Regions from separate parts of the Capra hircus genome. Here region 1 is linked to region 2. A link is a contact called in public Hi-C data. All regions are on one chromosome and are shown on one strand. Each heading gives the region's core, a stretch centred on a gene start, on an enhancer-like site or on the middle of the called end of the contact. The rest is flanking DNA. Distances are from core to core; before and after follow the strand shown.

Region 1 (5,732 bases), core at 2,645-5,144, 52 kb after region 2:
TCTCTTGCTTTTTCGATGATCCAACAGATGTTGGCAATTTGATCTCTGGTTCCTCTGCCTTTTCTAAAACCAGCATGAACATCTGGAAGTTTACGGTTCATGTATTGTTGAAGCCTGGCTTGGAGAATTTTGAGCATTGCTTTACTAGCATGTGAGATGACACCCTTATGACAGAAAGCAAAGAAGAACTAAAGAGCCTCTTGATGAAAGTGAAAGAGGAGAGTGAAAAAGTTGGCTTAAAGCTCAACATTCAGAAAACTAAGATCATGACATCCGGTCCCATCACTTCATGCCAAATAGATGGGTAAACAGTGGAAACAGTGGCAGACTTTATTTTGGGGGGCTCCAAAATCACTGCAGACGGTGATTGCAGCCATGAAATTAAAAGACGCTTACTCCTTGGAAGGAAAGTTATGACCAACCTAGACAGCATATTAGAAAGCAGAGACGTTACTCTGCCAACAAAGGTCTGTCTAGTCAAGGCTATGGTTTTTCCAGTGGTCATGTATGGATATGAGTGTTGAACTGTGAAGAAAGCTGAGCACTGAAGAATTGATGCTTTTGAGCTCTGGTGTTGGATAAGACTCTTGAGAGTCCCTTGGACTGAAAGGAGATCCAACCAGTCCAGCCTAAAGGAGATCAGTCCTGAGTGTTCATTGGAAGGACTGATGCTGAAGCTGAAACTCCAATACTTTGGCCACCTGATGCGAAGAACTGAGTCAGGAAAAGACCCTGATGCTGGGAAAGATTGAAGGCAGGAGGAGAAGGGGACGACAGAGAATGAGTTGGTTGGGTGGCATCACTGACGCGATAGGCATGGGTTTGAGTAGGCTCCAGGAGTTGGTGATGGACAGGGAGGCCTGGCGTGCTGCAGTCCATGGGGTGGCAAAGAGTCAGACACAACTGAGCGACTGAACTGAACTGAACTGAATCTCTGTCCCTATTGAAAAAGCATCCTTCTGGCAGTGGTCTCTCCCCCATCCTCCTAGTACTCCTGTGTATCATTGGCACGTGTCAAACTGCCTTGCACCATTAGAAATAACCTCATTTGAACAAGCTTTATTTTTCCATGGAGAAGCCTCAGTACTCACAGAGAACAAAGACCACCTTTGATATATCTTCATAACCCCCTTAGTTATATCTACAATGGTGCCTTACACCTATCAGTGAATAGTAATTGTTGATTAACAGATCTTTTGGGTGCCTATTAGAAGGTGGTGAGAGGGATCAAAAGTCTTCCACATTAAAAAGAAAGAAACTTTTTATATTGGAATAATACAAGCTGCAAAGATAATGCAGAGTCTTCCCCCGTACCCCTCGCTTCCAATGAGTAGCACAGAAACAGCCCCGTGTCAGTGTGCCCGGGACAAGTCACCTCTTCTCAGCAGGCCTTGGGGCCGTCCCTGGCGAAGAAGGATCCCAGGGTCCTCCCACCGCTCCGCTCTCTTCAGCTCACTGGGAGAAGTCACGGCCGCCTGTGAGGGAGTCTCGGGGTCCAGGCGGCTTTCCACGGACGGACCCTCACCTCGCTTCCCTGGAGGCCATCCCCTCCCCAGGACAGAGCCCCCTAAGGGGCAGGAGGCCCTCCTGGTGTGCCCCCTCCCAGCTGCATCTGAGCTCAGTGAGTGTCTCTTCATTGCCACAGCCCCGGGGTGCACGTCAGGTCCAGCACATGGGACACTAGACAAAGACTGTGTGACGAGAAGGAGAGAACGGTCACTGGGCACTGCAGGGTACTAAACAGCGTCCTGGGGAGCAGAACGTGGCACGGAGCCACGAAGGGCGGGAGTCCAGAGCTGTGTCTGCAGAGACAGTCGGCTAACCCCTCAGCGTACACACAGTGGAATGACTTGTCAAAGGTCAGGCGTTAGTCAAGGGCAGACTGAAGTCAAGGGGCGGGATTGCCAGGGCACCCCACGCTACCTCCTCGTGTGTGGAGATCTCGTGACAGTGTTGGGTAGCAGCGAGTTTCAACTCTGCACAACCCTCCAGCCAACGGTGACAAAGCTGCCAGGCCGCTGTGGTCGAATTTGATCCTGGAAACCAAGAGCTCTTTCCCCGGCTGCACAAGCAGCACCCCGAGCCCCAAGCTGCCCACTGAGGGGGTGTTCCCTACCCCCGCCCCTCCCACTCCCGTTCCTGCAGGGAGAAGCACCCCAGGCCGGAAAGACAGACCCATGAAGGAACAAAGGATGGGGCAGCCCCCCTCCAATTCCTGGGCTCAGACCACAAGCCAGCACTCCATCCCGTTCTGGGAGATGGCAGGCGCTGGGGGATGAAGGTAGGGAGGTGCGGATAGCCTGACCCTCCTCTCTCCACAACAATCGTTTCCTTTCTCTAAACTCTGTTAACATCTTTGCTTTGTGTTCTTAAATTTTCTACGTACATCCTACCTGATACATCTATGACACCTGATCACACCTCTTATTCCTTTCCATCTAAATTAATGATCTTAAAGGACACTGGCCAGGTTGTGTCCTTGACTCATCTGAGACCCACATGGAAAGGACTGAGTAAATCCTATTTGTGGTATCTTTGAGGTTACTTGCAGTTTCCTTCTTCTTTCCAGAGCCCCCTTTCTTCCTTCTTCTTTCCCCCTTTTCTGTACTTCTTAGTGAGCTGGCATTTCTGTGAGGAATGTAGTTTAAAGCTGAGGAACTACCATTGTGAATCGACCATAATCCAATATAAAAAAAAAACAACTGAAGAGCTACCAACATAAGACCTCACAGCCTGTGAGCTGGCTTAGCGGGTCTCCAGTATTGAAAATTTGTGCTCGTAAGGCCCTCTGAAATTAAGAAAATAATCTTTGGCCTGCAGACCACGCCTGGAGAGCGGCCCCCTCTCACTGCAGCTAGAGAAAAAGCCTGCGCAGCAACAAAGACCCGGCATAGCCAATGAGTAAGTAAGTGAAATTATATAAAAAAGGTTGTTTTAATTTCAGAGGGCCTTATCTCGGCTCTAGGCTTCAGGAGGTGCACTTCCTCGGTTCTTTGAGCGAAGGCTCATGGTGCACGGGCCCAGCCGCTCTTTGGATGTGGGATCTTCCTTCCCTTCCCACAGGGATCAAGCCTGGGTCTCCTGCACTGACAGGTGGATTCTTTACCACTGAGCCACAAGGGAAGCCTGGGAAAACAATTTTATTTACAAGTGCATCGGAAGAATACATAGGAACAAGTCTAACCACAGAGGTAGATGACTCGTGCGGGGCTAGCCAGAAAGTTCATTTCCTTTGGACCAGGAAAAACAGTGAACATGCCTCTGGGCCAGCTTCCAATTTCTGGCGGCACGGAAAGGCTGACATCAGACCAGTGGCTCTTATTGCTTCTCACACACACACACATGCATGCTAGGCCAGGCCTTGAGCTCTGTTTCAGCGTGGTAGAAATTAGAGAAGTAAAATATATATGTATGTATATATATAAACACATGTAATCTCTAATCCTGAACCTAAATAGGCAGTATCAATAGAAACTCACCATGTATTGACGTGAAACATTTTTTTCCCCTAGTTTGGTCCACAGAAAAGGCCTAATACCAATGATCAAGCTAATAATAAGTACTCCCAATGCCAACATTATGGTCACTGTGGAAAACAACCTTTTCCCACAAAAGTCAATCCCCTTAGAGAAAATAGCTCATTTCAGATCTACGGCAAGAAACACACAAGGTGAGCCGGGACATCTGGTAATGCCAGAAAGCAAAGACGCTTTCAAAGACCATTAAGTTTGCTAGGGGCATCCTCTTGTTGAGGCTCTTCTTGGCCACACTGTGAGCCCCGTGATAAGGAAAATGCGCCCCTTCCCTGTGCCTTACCCCCCTTCGCCCCCAGAGCGTCTCCCCAGTCCCCGGGTAGGACAACGCAACAGGCAAAAGACAGATGAGTGCTGGTCTGTGGCTCCCCCTGCTGGCGGTGCTGGGACCTGCCGCTGCCCAGACCCGGTCTTGACAAGGGCTGGTCTTTCCCCCTCAGAAAAGACACAAAGACCAGTGAAACATAGAAGAAGGCTTTAATTTCATCACCATAAACATTATACTCTGATTGCTCACATACAGCATAAAATATTTACTCCGCTAAATAAATAAGACGTGACATTATTACAAACGGCACTTAAACCCCCCAGAGAGATAAGACCTCCTTAGCCCAGGCAGGGGGTGCTCCTGAGTTTCTGCACTAGAGTTCTTAAGCACAGATATGCCCTGGGGGCTGAGATGGATAGAGGCTCAAAGAGCCACACTCTGTGCTTCTGGTCCCACAACAGCCCCAAAGAGGGGACTGTGGAGCGGGCGAGGAAAGGTGGGCTTGGAGGCCCAGTCCTAGAGGGGGGGGTGGGGAGTTTGGGGGCTGGCAGGGTCACGAGGTGGGGGGTTCTAGGGAGGCTGCTGAGACCTGGAGCCCCACCCTTCACATTCCCTATCCCTCCCCACCTCAGGTACCAGGAGCTGGGGTATCAGTTGGGATGAGTGGAGTTTGCAAGCTCAAGGTTAGGCAGTTTAGAGGCCAGACCAATCCCTCCAGGAGAAGGAGATTCTGGCAACCCTCAGCCCAATAACCAACCATCTCAGGGGACCTAGTCGCCGAGGATCTTATCCTACCCAACTCCTAGACACCTTGATTCCCCTTCTACTTAAATAAATAAGTTAAATATTTAAAGACCAGGGTCCCTGTGATGGCACCACAGGGGCCAACAAGCAAAGTCCTAATAAAGTGTAGGGGAGGGGGAATAGCAGAAAGGGGGTGCTGGAGGGCGGGGCAGCTTGCCTTCACCACTCAGGATCGTGCTCCCCCCAAGTCCTTTCCGTACTTGCAAATCCTGCAGAGTCTCACCGTAGAAAACTCCCATGCAGGAGCGGCAATGGGAGAACCTGCAGGATAAAGGCCCTTGGTGCTAGAACAGGCGGCTGCATTTACTCAAATTTGGGATTTACCCCGATCCCTTCACTGGGTGTGTCCTGACCAGGACCCCAGATGTCCACCCTGAGCCTGGGCGATCCCCAGGCAGAGTCCCGCATTCCAGTGCATGGACCTACTTAAATGCCCTGCCCTTCTCCCCTTGGAGAAGTCCAGACAAGCCTTCTGAAGAGCAACCAAGCCAGCCGGCCCGCCTGGCATAGGGCTGAGAGGGAAGAAGCACGTCGCTGCCACCGGGAGGCAGCGGAGAGCCACACCAACCACTTTGGCAGCAGCAGAAAGGGCAAGACCAGCCCCGGCCCCAGGAGGCTGAGCAGGGAGAGCCGGACCGGGGAGGCAGGCCCTCCGCCCTCCATGCCTGGCGAGCACCCTACACAGAGTATTTGGCCAAGTCACTCTTGTCAAATACTACCTGTGTGACAAAGTAAATGGCAACCAGACCCAGGCCTGCCGCCGAGACCATGTAGGCAGTGACGGACTGGCTGAGCTGAACGATGAAGCCCATAAACAGAGACGGAGCCACCTGAGACAGCAGGAAGGCGCTGTCCAGAATGGCCAGGTCTAGGCAGATGCCACGGCCCGGGACCGCCCTGGCCTCGGGCGGCTCAGCCACCGCGGTGCGCACGGAGCCGTCACAGGGAGAGGCCCCGCAGAGAGCGGGCGGGGCTGCCAGCAGGCCACCAGGCCCCCCGTGTCCGTGGGGGGAGGGGGATGCGGCCTTGGGGCTCGGCAAGAAGCTGGTCATCACGACGTCCTCGCTGGCACCGCCTCCGTCGTCTCCTCGGTACTTGGGCAGGAAAACCTGGGGGAGGAGAGGGGG
Region 2 (6,143 bases), core at 3,175-5,674:
CAGCTCCCGGTGCCCTTGGCCGTGCTGTATCTGCTGTCCAAAGAGCGCCTGCTGGGCTGCTGCCCTCAGAGGAGGCCCCTGCTGCTGTCTGCGGACGAGCTCACCCTGGAGACACAGCCTCCTGAGAAGGAAGACGCATCCTCGCTGTCCCCCCAGTTCCACCCAGGTGGGGACTGTAAGGAACCCTCAGGCTCAAAGCCCCATTCCGAGGCTCCCCTGCTAAGCCCTCCCGCCCAGAGGGCAGACGTGGATCACAGGTGGTCATGGCTGGGAAAAAACCCTTGGCCCTGCTGGTCTCGGGGTGTGGGGAGGGGCAAGAGATGGAGCAAACGGGACAGAAGGAGAGGAGAGCAGCTCGCACCCCCGCCCTGCCTCACCCTGGCAGTGTGACCTCGGGCACCCTGCCTGTGTGACCTCGGGCACGCTGCCTAGCCTCTCTGAGCCCTGCTTCCAACCGCCCTGCGAAATGGACAGGGGCTGTCCTCATGAGCCGTCGGAAGGTGGAGAAGGTGGGAGGCAGGAAGTGGTCTCCTTTCTGCCAGAACTGAGACCTGTCCCCCATTCCTGTGTCCCATCCAGGGCACGAGGACCTGTTCAGCTGCTGCCAGAGGAAGAACTTCAGAGGGGTCCCTTCTTCCTTCTTCGCCATCCACATCACAGCTGCCCTGGTCCTGTTCATGACCGACGGGCTGACGGTGAGCCTGCCCTTGGAGGGCGCCCCTCATGGGGCACCCCCTGAGCCTCAAGTCCAGGTGTGGAGAGAGAAAGGAGGTGGATCAAGGTTTCCTAGAGACCGCACCTCTAGTACAGTTGATCCAAGTGTTTAAACTCAGTATAAGTCCCAGGCAAGAGCCTCTCTAGAACTGAATACAGCCTCTGGGAACCTTGGTCCTCTGTGTTGTTCCGTTTTTCTTTTCACGAACCCTGTGGATAAGGGACTCTGGTGTGTCACACGTTCTTCAAAGGGGCAGTGCCCTGTTCCCCCAGGTAGAGGTCATGCCATATAGACGCTAGGGCTTTCTGCTTCCTGGAACACTTTCCAAGCCTCGGCTTCTCAAGCCACGTGGTAAACAAGCTACGGGCAGTATCCGGGCCCAGCCGGCCGCCAGTGACCCCTGTCACTGTGTTCACTGCTTCTCTCCAGAAACCTCTGCAGGATTAGATTAGGACTGTTTGCAGTGGCTGACTGACTAACTGGTTGCCATATGAGGGACTCTCCAAAGAAAAGGCCCTGAAGGCCTAGATGACCTGGTAGAAAGTACTCGTGACAGGACTGGTTGACTTCCAATGCTCAGTGTGACCTTGGGCAAGTCACTTCCCTCCGCCCTTTCATCTGTAAAATGAGATGCCTGTACACGCCTGTTTTAGCTGCGGCACCCTTCCTTTAGCAAAAAGCCTTCTGTGGAATCCTCCTAAATGGGGCATGTAGTGAAATTCTGCTCTGGCTGAGGGGGGCAGAGCCTGCCTGCCTGCCTGGACCCCGTGGGGCTCCTCTGGGACCCAGACATGCCTTCCTGAGCCCCCGGCTCCCATGGGCGCCATCTGCAGGCTTCCCGTGGGCACCATCGCCTGCGGGCTGTGGCGCTCAGGTTCCAGCCTCAGCTCAGGCCCATGTGTGCCGGTGGGCTCGGCTCCAGGCCTCTGGAGCAGGGCTGGTCCCCACTGGCCCAGACCACGCCTACCCAGCTGGGAACACTGCAGGTGTGCTCAGCGGGACCCATCTCCCCACAGGGCGCATACTCCGCCTTCGTGTACAGCTATGCAGTGGAGAAGCCGCTGTCCGTGGGACACAAGGTGGCCGGTTACCTCCCCAGCCTCTTCTGGGGCTTCATCACCCTGGGCCGGCTCATCTCCATTCCTGTCTCCTCCAGAGTAAAGCCAGCCACCATGGTTTTCATCAATGTGGTAAGCGGCCCCTTTCACTGCTTGGAGACCCAGAAGAACCGTTCACCCCATGCCACAGCCCTGCCCCAGGACACCTTCTCAGACTGGACTCTGCCCCGGGTGGGGGGGGGCGGGGGTGGAATGTCGACGTACAAGGGTGGGAAAGAGATGCTGGGGTGGAAACCCAAGGCGTGCGGCCCACTTGCATGGTCTTGGAAAAGCCCTTTCCTCTCTCTGGGGCTCAGACTTTGTACCCACTGAAGAAAGGGGCTATGGGAAGTGACTGGTGCTGTGTCGGGAGCAGGTCCCCGCTGACAGCCTGCCGGACGAGGAGGGAAGCAGGGCTGACTTTGATCCTTCCTGGTTCACTCTGGTGCCCAGGGAGGGGGTCAGAGCGCTGTGGCCGGCAGAGGCACCATCTCGGGGATGGCGCCTGGGAATTTGCATCTTGCAGCTCTCCCAGAGTAGCACGTAGGATGACCTTCAAGGAGCTAGTCTCTCTGGAGGTCTGGGCCTGAGAGGTGGTTAAGACTTTCCATCCTGATGTGTATCCCTGCCACCACCTATGACAAAGAGGTCCAGATTACAGACTCCTGTAAGGTTGTTTAGCCCAACTTCTGACCAGGGCTCAAATCACCTCTATAATACTGCTTCCAAGCGGTCTAAAATCTGTCTAAACACCCCTAGTGAATGGAAACTCACCACCTCTCCAAGAAGTCCAATCCACTGTCAGAATGTACTTTCTTGAGTTTCTAGAGGAGGGTGGGGAAATAATGTAGAGGCTCTTGCCTGGAGAATCCCATGGACGGAGGAGCCTGGCAGGCTACAGTCCACGGGGTCGCAAGAGTCGGACACGACTGAGCGACTACCACCACCACCACCATAGAGGCCAAAGGTCATGAGCTCCAAGAAAGGCCCTTGGATTGGGCCTTGTGCTGACTGATGACTTAAAAGAAAGAACTTTTGTTCAATGTAGCTGGGAGGTGGGGGTGGCGTAGAAGCCAAACTCAAAGAGTTTGGGAATTCCCTGGTGGTGTGGGTTAGTGGTGAGGACTCATTGCTTCTACTGCAGGGGGCATGGATTTGATGGGGGCTGAGAGCAGGGAAGGGAAGGGAGAGGGAGAGAAGGTAGTAGACGTGTGAGGAGCTGAACAGGCTTGTTTGACAAGAGTTGGGTGGTGTGAGTGCATTTGCAGGCAGAGGAGAAAGGGAGGGAGCCTGTGAGGACACGGGGTCAGAGGGGACGTGAATGGGGAGGCCAGGGAGAGGCGAGGGGTCGGAGGGCAGCGTGTGGAACAGGGGTGGCGCGATGCAGGTCCCCCTGGGGGAGAAGATGAGGGTACAGAGGCTGCTGGTGGCCCAGCTCTCCAGCACACGAGGCCAGCTGCTTAAAGACAGAGTGACTCTGAGTTTGGGAGAAAGCAGGAAGTCGGAGGCATCCACGGGACTCAGACACTGGCAATAAACTCAGCCGGGGTGCTGGGTTTAAAGAGGAAAATCAGATTTCTGGGTCCAACTCAGACTTGGTGAATCCGAATGTCCAGAGGTAGGGGCTAGCAATCTATACCGTCAACAGACACCCGAGGGCGGGGGTTGGAGGGTGGGGGTGTTCCTGTCATCAAGAAGTTTGGAAAAACACTATCCTACAGCAAGTGATTCCCAAATACATTAGCCCCCTCAACCCCATGTGCTTTTGGAATATACAGATTCCTGGGCCCTGGCCCCGGGGAGTCGGGGAGTGGAGTGGAACCCGGGTGTCTGAGTTGTTTTTAAGCTCTTTAAGTGCTTTTCTTCGGCAGGTTGCTGGGACCATAACTGAACCGCCCTGAACGGGGTGCAGCTGCCAAGTCTCAAATTCACCGCGGTTTCTTCTCAGATTCCACTCCGTTTAAAATTAAGGGTTAAGGGTTATTCTGCTCTTGATGTTCTCCTGGATCTCAACGCTGTGTGCGGGGCCCTGCAGGGAACGGCTGGGCTGCCATATTCTCTAAGTGGAGCTCTCTGGCTTTAGGGCGCTTCCAGTTGGCTAGGGAAGAAGATGGGGAGAGGGAGTCTGTGTCCTGGCTGGAAGGCAAGGCGAGGGTGAGGAGCTGGTAGGCAGCTGGGGAGCGGGGCACGCCGAGTGGGGGCGGAGTTGCTAACTTGCCCTGGCATCCTGCGTCTTCTGTCAATCAGGCTAACGTAAGAGAGAGGTGCGGTTTGTTGTTGTTTTTGCCACACCTCGCCACGTGTGAGATCTTAGTTCCCAGTCCGGGGATCAAACACACGCCCCCCGGCAATGGAAGCGCAGGTTCTGAACCGCTGGACCGCCAGCGAAGCCCTGAGTTGGGTGTTTTTCAAACGTGCCAAGTGTAGCGATTCTCAGGTGACTCTTGGAGGCCTGGTGTAAGCGGAGGGGAGCAGGAGGTGACCGCTCCTTAAGCTTGCGCGGCAGGCCGTCCGCGCGATGCCGGGGGCTGCTGGCCCTCCTCTCCGGGTCTCTCCTGTCCTCGGCGGTCTCCTTCCTTGGCAGACGCAGCTGGGGAAGGTGCAGTTCCCGCGCACTCCACAGGGCCGTGCCCTAGTCACACAGCCCGCCCGGGGCCAGGAGGCGTTTCGTCTGGAGACGGACCGGCTTTTCTTTCTCAGCGGCCTCCCAGCTGCTCCCCAGCTCCTCAGCGCCCCCTTCTCTGCTGTGACAGGTCGGCGTGGTGGTGACGTTCCTGGTGCTTCTTGTTTTCTCCCATAACGTGGTCTTCCTGTTCGTGGGGACGGCCAGCCTGGGTCTGTCCCTCAGCAGCACCTTCCCCAGCATGCTGGCTTACACCGAGGACGTGCTGCAGTACAGAGGTGAGCCCCTCCTTCCTCCGCGCCCACCCTCTCCCCGGGGCCTCACAGCCTGAATGTGGGAAAGGCTCACAAACAGTGTTGTTCCCACCCGCGTGGCCCCCTTCTTTCAACATATGCTGGATCCGGAGATTTCAGACCACAGACAAGCAGTGAGCGCCTCTTTCCCATCTTCTTTTTCCCCATAGTGGTTGGTGGTGGTGGTGGTGGTTTAGCCGCTCAGCCGACTCTGTGTGACCTGGACTGTAGCCTGCCAGGCTCCTCTGTCCATGGGATTTTCCAGGCAAGAATACTGGAGTGGGTTGCCATTTCCTTCTCCAGGGGATCTTCCTGACCCAGGGATTGAACCCAAGTCTCCTGCATTGCAGGCAGATTCTTTACCAACTGAGCATGTTACACAGCTGGCATTTTGGGTAACAGGCATGGGCTGGAAATTCCAAGTTCAAGGAAAAGCAAATATGCATGGGAAAAATTATAGCACAGGGAAAGAGTTTTATAACTTATCAGTAAAAGTACCTGCTTGCTTTGTTTTCTTGTGGATGTTGTTGGAAACAGAGGATTGGAACAATGACTCCACACCTGATTCACGGTTGTGACATGGCCTTTTTGAAAACCTCTGATTCTCTCAACTAAGCTTCCCTTTCTGTAGCCTCCCGAGTGTGCATAGCAAAGATCTTTTTCAGAAAAACAAGTTAATTAAAAATTATTATGTTTTGAACATTTAATGTTACCCTCAGACGTAATCAGATTCCCCAGAATGTTGGAAAACCACCACTAAAGATGAGTGATTTCTTTGGAGCAGGAGTGGGGGCAGTTGGTGTCTGGGGGCTGGAGTGTGGGGCAAGACGGGATCAGAGCAATTAGTGCTACAGCCCACCCATCTGCTGAGCTGATCCTGAGACCAGGATCCTTGAAATCCCAAACTTCAAAGAAGTAAATGGAGGAATGAGCTGATGTGGGCATTACATATCACCTAGTATATCCCACAGAGGTTAAAGGGATCAGCAAATGTTAGAGTTTAATGATAATAACAAGGTTATGTCGGTTGGTTCTGCTGCAGATAGTCACTCAATCTCTCCTCTTTTCTCACCATCCCTGCCTTGGTTCAGGCCTTTATCAACCTCTCACCTGCTTGGAATAGTTAATGGAGCCCACCTTTTCATGATTTCTGATCACCCCCATCTGTGCCATGGCAGCTCTTGGCTTGTCTCCTGGCCTTCCAATTTGCCTCCATCAGAGGTTCTCAGTGTGGTTCCACATTCTAATCACCCGGAGCCCTTGTAACAGAGCCTGGGCTTCATCTCCACACAGTCTGATGTACTCGAGCTGCCGGGTGATGGTACCGTGCAGCCAGGGTGAGGGCCGCTTCCTGGGCCGCCACCCTCTGCAGACGCAGAGGGACTGCTTGGAAACGCAGAGCTGCTCACAGCCCC

Evidence for each region. A called contact is a pair of places that touch in the nucleus more often than the background predicts.
Region 1: a contact with region 2 is called in a Hi-C map of blood, with 4 times the contacts expected there. The contact joins two enhancer-like sites. A contact is called at or near these places in 2 of 5 Hi-C or Micro-C datasets (blood and liver).

The regions. Positions count from the first base shown.
Region 1 is chr16:2,809,502-2,815,233 of ARS1.2, forward strand. SLC45A3 (solute carrier family 45 member 3) reads right to left here. Exons shown (of 5, transcript XM_018060058.1): 5 at 3,992-5,714. The coding sequence ends at 5,283. Among named protein-coding and RNA genes, the nearest start is that of ELK4, 19 kb to the left of the region's middle. Within about 2 kb of position 3,895, at least 2 of the 5 cell types and tissues checked have an H3K27ac peak or open chromatin away from gene starts, as enhancers often do.
Region 2 is chr16:2,756,552-2,762,694 of ARS1.2, forward strand. It overlaps MFSD4A (major facilitator superfamily domain-containing protein 4A), which reads left to right. Exons shown (of 10, transcript XM_018060053.1): 4 at 4-166; 5 at 580-695; 6 at 1,732-1,905; 7 at 4,566-4,713. Among named protein-coding and RNA genes, the nearest start is that of MFSD4A, 18 kb to the left of the region's middle. Within about 2 kb of position 4,425, at least 4 of the 5 cell types and tissues checked have an H3K27ac peak or open chromatin away from gene starts, as enhancers often do.